2 separate regions of the Mus musculus genome follow, and region 1 is linked to region 2. Evidence: chromatin contacts called from public ChIA-PET data. All regions are on one chromosome and are shown on one strand. Each heading gives the region's core, a stretch centred on a gene start, on an enhancer-like site or on the middle of the called end of the contact. The rest is flanking DNA. Distances are from core to core; before and after follow the strand shown. Region 1 has its middle 21 kb from the start of Gm34428. Region 2 overlaps Chd7 (chromodomain helicase DNA binding protein 7).

Region 1 (3,105 bases), core at 186-2,685, 150 kb before region 2:
TTGCAGTGTGAAGCCAACTGCACAGGACGGCAAGGAAAGGAGGAACACTCAGGTACAGGGATGGGGATGAGAGGGACAAAGTGGATTTGGACAAAAGGGGACCAGTGGTGATAAAGGTGAGGCTTCCAGAGTGGTACATGCCTCCATGCCTGTGACTAGTCCTGAGTACCCCTAAAGCACCTGCCGAGTCTGTGGGCACAGAGTATACACAGGGACCAGAGACTCAAAGCTGATTCAAATCCAGTGTTCAAGTCATCTTGGGCACGCCAGGGCAACCCTTTTAAAGATATTTCGTCCATGGCAAGAATCCTTAGACCAATACTGATGTCATATGTACAACTAATTGGCCTTGTAAGAGAAGGAAAAAATAGTTCTAATATTCCTAATTGGTCCAAGGTGTTCCTTTTGCATATAATAATTCCGGTTGGAAAAGGGTGTTTTGGCAAGGATGCCTGTGAGCCAATGTTTACTGGCACTTGTGCTGGTGAGGCCATGTGCAAAGCGGTTAAAGGTGACTCGATAGGATAGAGCAGGACAAGGACTCTGAAAGGGAGGTGCCTGGATTCCAGGTGCAGCCCTGTCACTGCCCCGGTGTGACTGGGACTGAGTCCTACGCACTGCCATTTAATCATCTCTAAAAAGGAAAGAAAACAGCCCCCATGTCATAGCGTCCCTGAGAGGAGTTAGTGCAATCGAGTCACATGCTCTGCATGTGGCTTAGACCTTATAGGACCTTACATGGAAGCCCATAGCGTTAACTTTAAAATATGAGCAGAACTAGGTGACGGTGGGATAAACCTTTAGTGTTTTAACTCTGAACACAAACACAGGGGCATGAAGTGCCACATCAGAGAGAGGTACAGATACTCTGATGGAAAACTGTCCAAGTAACAAAAGGATTGCCTCAGGAGTTATCACACCCTGTCTGCCTTCCGGCAGAAGTAGGCGGAGTTCCGGAAATGCTGAGAGGAGGCTGAGGTGCTCCCGAGGCTGGAACTGCAGCCGAGTGAGCTGTCCTGAGCGCTGCTTCAGCTAGAAGTCTTCTTTCCAGAAAGACAAAACTCTTTTCTAACCCTCTGGGAAAGAGTGATCAGCCCTCCCAGGAAGACAAGGAGAGGTCGCAGGACCTCTGGGCCCCCTGTGCTCTGAGCATTGGGCCATCAAGGGTTGCCTACTGTTGGCACATATATAAATAACAGACGACAGAAAAGGTTTCCGGATGCCCGGAACCTTTTCAGAGGCTGCCTTGAGCACCATATCTTATGAACCTTCTTTCTGCTTAATTCTGCTTCCGAATCCCCCTTCTGTGGGCATCTCCACTTCCTTCTGATAGTGGAACAATCTCTCCCTGGCAAGAGGTCTAAGACACAGTGGTTGTCCACTGCATCAAGGCTAGCTGTGGTAAGGGGTGGCTTCCTGGCTCACCCCAATATGGAGGAGGGAAACCAGCTGCACCCCAGAAAACAATACCACTGTGCAAACAATGCTCTGCCTGCATGAGTCAGAGTGAAGTCTGCCTCAAATGTTGGCACACACGTGACATATTAATTAAAACAACACGCATGATAAATAACATTGAGACCCAAAGCACAGAACGCCTCTAAAATCACAGTCGGTAATTATGCCTGCGGCTGCTAAATCACTCTTAGAATGCCAGTGTCACTTATATGACAAAATTAGTCTCTGGGCCATGACCTTGAGGGGTCATCTGGTGGCACATCCCCCTGTGAGCTGAACAATGTCTAAATGCCAGAGGAAGAGCATTCATCTAATGCTTAAGTCCCGAGGGGAGGAATTCCTTAGGAGAGCTGAATGGTTTAATTTAATAATTATTTGAGTTCCAGCTTTTGTACACTTTCAGCTCTGCCCTGAGAGCAAAGGGTTAGGGGAATGGGAGGAGATACAGTGTGTGGCTTCTAGGAGCACTAGTAACTTGCTTTTGGTGAATGCCTGTTTCAGGCAAGAAGTCCTTTGGTATGGCTCACTTAACTCTTCCAAGATGCTATCAAAAACATATCAGCACTTAGTTAACCTTGCCTGGGGACCACACAGGATCTCTGTGTTAAGGGTCTGGGGACTGAGGACAGTGCTGCCAGTGTGAATGGGGGTCCTTTAGCACAGTATTGCCATATACTGCTGTGAGGATGTCCATCTACTCTGAATTTCTAACTATTCACAAATTTTAACAAATTTGATATTTACTAGCTCCGTTAGTACCAAAAAGACCTGGGAAAGGAAGAGACCCCATTACCTTGCTTCCAAAGTCATTTCCCATTTGTGGTTCAGTCAACATATCAGCAGCTCGTTAAGTGTATTTAATTTCATTCCCTCAACATTAACCCATGTACCACACCAGTGGCCACAACTTTGGTGTCCCAGCTCCTAAATTCTATTAGTGTTCAGAAAGGCTCTTGGTTTCCACATAATGTTCCATCAGTGCAGAGAAATTAATTAAATTAAAATTATTTTTATTGTGATTTAATTAGCTTGATTTAATTACTTTGTTCACTGACTGAGCACTCTGTGGTTACTGCCAGACCCTCAGTGTCGTTCGTGGCATGAATGTTCCCAGAGAATTACACATTTTCTCTGTTCAGCCACTGGAGCAGGCTGGCGGAGTTTGCCAGAAACTCACGATTTATCACAATCAGCATCATCACAAATTATAGGAAGCATCCAGCAATATGATAGCTTCTAAATGAAGTGTCTGAGAGCAGGTCACACCGCCGTCCTACCCTGTTAATCCGTCATATTTCATAGTCAAGCTGACACCCTGTCCAATTTGCCGGGTTTGCCTTATTGCTTGGTGCCTTGCAGAGTGGCTGCACGGGAGAGCCCACATCTGTCCAGGAGGCATTCCTCAGTGATGCCCTCGCTGTCCAGCCCTCCTCTGGCTCTCTGCAGACCCCTGGCAAGCAGGCATTCCTTTGCCTGAAGTTCATGACCTAAGTAGTTTTCTCCTATTACAATGTAGACAATAAAGCACAGAGAGGTCCCCGGGACTCAGTAACCAGAATTACAAAACTTTACAATTGTGCTGGAGTCAGTGTAAAAATCTTGGAATGTCCTATCCTCGTGACTATTTCAGAGCGTGGTGAGGCTCAG
Region 2 (3,189 bases), core at 378-2,877:
ATATGCACTCACATAATAGAAGGATTTAGCATAAATACTTCAAATCAGGAGTGTTTTCCATACAACTGCCAGAACACTCAAGATTTAAAGTTTTGTTTTACTTCCTCAAGGAAACAGCTAAACTCTAAAAACAGCTGATAAAATACATTTTAATTTTAAGTAAGAACTCTTCTCCCCAAGTTGAACGAAATGAAGAAAAACTGCTCACAAAAGTATGCAGCATAAAACAAACAAACAAAGAAACCTACATATACCTGGCGGTGGTGATAAACGCCTTTAATCCCAGCACTAAGGAAGCAGAGACAAGTGGATCTCTGTGAGCTCAAGAGCAGCCTAGTCTACAGAATGAGTTCCAGGACAGCCAGGGGCTACACAGAGAAACCCTGTCTCAGAAAAAAAAAAAAAGTACACAGTGCCCCCTGCTCTCATGTAAGATGCCCTTATATATAACTGTGGCTTTGAAAGGGGGGGGTGTGTGATATATTGTTCCCACTCTGCCACCTCTACTGTAAATGTCACTTCTAGGTGACTCACACCGCATCCTGCCCTCTCTCTCTGTTGTTTCTATGCAGTGGCCTCACCGTCTCTGGATGAGATAGTCTTCCAGGATGTCCAAGCAGCGCACCATCTGGGAGAAGATAAGCACCCTGTGGCCACCAGCCTTCAGCTTTGGCAGCAGCTTGTCAATCAGCACCAGCTTGCCAGCAGCCTGGATCATTGCCTGGAGCTGAAAATCTGGAGACTCTGCATTGTGTGTTTCTTTAAACTCTTCCAAAATTTTCTCTTCAGCACCTGCAGAGATTGGATGGCATGACGTGAATACTGTAAGAGGTTTTTATTACTAAAAACAATGGATTTGCTTTCAAAACCCACAGCAAACTGGCAAAATCAGAATATCCCATTCACATGTAAGAGCAGGAAGCCACCTGCTTACTCCAAGTTAGATCCACACATAACCACAGGCCTAAAAAGGGACCAAAGTTTTAAGTTCCATATACTGAGGCAGTTTGGAGAGAGATCCACATTTTCCAGCCACCAAATGTTTGCTGACTATATTAAAAAACAAAACAAAACAAAACCAAACCAAAACCAACCAAACAAAACACACCCAGATTTCAACAACAGACTGTTAGGCCATAGGTGTCGAAAACAAGCCAAGGGCCAAATACCTACAGAAAAGCTAGAGCCTGAACTACAGGCGAAGGGGGTGTCAGCTGAGTAAAACAAAAACAGCAATGCCCAAACCCTCCAAAGATGAAAACCAAGGCAACCTATGGCTTCCTGGCTAAGTCCCCTTTCTCGATGTTCTACACTGTGCAGAAGTTTGAGTGCGGTAGAGCACTCAGTGGAAGGACATGTCCCCGAGGAGGAAGGCTCACAGAGTGCGGTAGAGCACTCAGTGGAAGGACATGTCCCCGAGGAGGAAGGCTCACAGCTACGGCCTCCATCGTGCTGTGGGTTCAGGCAGCGGCAGGTAGGCTTCTCTCAATGCTCCAGTCCTTTGGCTGGAGTGAAGCAGAGGTGATCTGGCCCCCTCCTTGGCCTCTGGGCCCCCAGTACACAGGGCTGGGTTTCACACTCTTCTCCTATCATAGATGCTTTTGAGAACGAAAGCACACCAAGTTTAACCCCAAGCACTCACTTCCTGCCATTATACTGTGCCAGGAACTTCCTCCCACTGTATGTGACGTACCGATGTGGGTTACAGAAATCTCCCAAAGGCGTCTGAAGGTCGGGTTGGGTCAGGAAGGCCACTGTAACGGCTTATGGCACCTCCACAGGCAACACAATGCCAGTGAAGGACAGTCTTGCTTCCATTTAAGGTGGTGTTGAGGCTGTCCCCATGGGGTCATACAGAGAACACTAGATGAGTTAAGAATCATCAAGGGCAGATTAAAGCCACTTGATGTTTGGAGCGAATGCCAGGCCTTCCACAGGTGCACGACCTTTTCACAAAGTGAACCGGGCAGAAAATGCCAACTCTCTCGGAAGGGCCTGACCCTTAGTCGCCTTCCACAAGAACAAAAAGCTGAGATTCAGATTAGTTCTGTAAGTGTGGAAACAGACCAAGGAAAGATAAGGAGGAGATGCCATGTTAAGGACAGAAGCCACAGTGTCCCTGACTAAAGGTGATGGTGTCCCCAGGCCTGCGGTCTGGAGACCTGGCAGGCACTAGGTTCAGAAAGCTCTCCTGGGCTCACACAGAGACTCACAGTGAATTATCACATTATATCTTTTAGTAAGTTTTACTCTTTTGTATAATGCTCATAAGATGCTTACGATTTAGAAATGAATAATTTAACCCTATGATATTTGGGTATTCTTTGTCTATGAGGCATACAACCCGGGATAAAAATGAAGTGTAATATAGTTTAAAACCACTTAATGATCAAGGAATTGTCTTTTAAAAATGAGACTTTCACTTTGAGAAAGCAAATGTCAGGCAGGCTGGAATTATTTTAGTGAAAAATTGAAACATAAATAATTCAAAGAGAAATCTAAACTCACATTATAAAATTTTAAATTTATTAAGAAGCAGCAAAACAACACTCCTGCCTTTTTGATGCCACTGATAATTTCTTTCCTTTAACTTTTAGAATTTAAAGTGTGTGCATACGTGTGCATGTGTGCATTCGAGAGTGGATGCCTGCAGAGCCAGAGGGATCAGGTCCTCCCAAGACAGCGTTATAAGCAGTTGTGAGTCATGGGATGGGACGTGAACACCGGGGTCAAACATCTGGAGACAGTTGCAATTTCTGCCCCATGTATCACAAGACAAAATTTAAAAATTAGCAATTAAAGATTTCCTTTGAGGTTAGATTTGAAAACATCAACTGGATATGGGTTATGATAAACTCAACTACTTAGTTAAAGTGCAGCTGGTAGTGCATTCATCTTGTATGCAGAGCAAAGGCAACTGGAAAGAAGAGTAGAGCTTTCCTCCTTCCACAGAGAGCTGCTACTTGCCGGGGACTCTGGCTACCATATGCAGACACTCTTCAACCACATGCATCTTTATGGCATGTACTCCCACCATCCAGAGTTCTCTCCCACTAAGCTTATCTTACCACTCCCACCAATGTACAGATTTGCTCCTACTTTTCCAAAGACATGCTCTGTAGAATAGAAGTTTAGGCCAGTTGGTGCACTTTCCTCTCTTACGACTAGTTCATAACAGCTTACTACGGA

The links. ChIA-PET counts read pairs in DNA pulled down with a chosen protein or histone mark.
Region 1: a contact with region 2 is called in an RNA polymerase II ChIA-PET map of memory CD8 T cells, with 31 read pairs. The contact joins two enhancer-like sites. A contact is called at or near these places in 1 of 484 Hi-C or Micro-C datasets (bone marrow-derived macrophages), 3 of 115 datasets of contacts at active chromatin or transcription factors (CD8 T cells, effector CD8 T cells and memory CD8 T cells) and 2 of 9 other capture datasets (adipose tissue and liver).

The regions. Positions count from the first base shown.
Region 1 is chr4:8,986,386-8,989,490 of GRCm38.p6, reverse strand. No RefSeq gene overlaps it. Among named protein-coding and RNA genes, the nearest start is that of Gm34428, 21 kb to the left of the region's middle. Within about 2 kb of position 1,435, at least 39 of the 459 cell types and tissues checked have an H3K27ac peak or open chromatin away from gene starts, as enhancers often do. A contact at or near this core is called in CD8 T cells and memory CD8 T cells, where this site is marked.
Region 2 is chr4:8,836,154-8,839,342 of GRCm38.p6, reverse strand. It overlaps Chd7 (chromodomain helicase DNA binding protein 7), which reads right to left. Exons shown (of 38, transcript NM_001277149.1): 16 at 582-792. Among named protein-coding and RNA genes, the nearest start is that of Gm46842, 73 kb to the left of the region's middle. Within about 2 kb of position 1,627, at least 130 of the 459 cell types and tissues checked have an H3K27ac peak or open chromatin away from gene starts, as enhancers often do. A contact at or near this core is called in CD8 T cells and memory CD8 T cells, where this site is marked.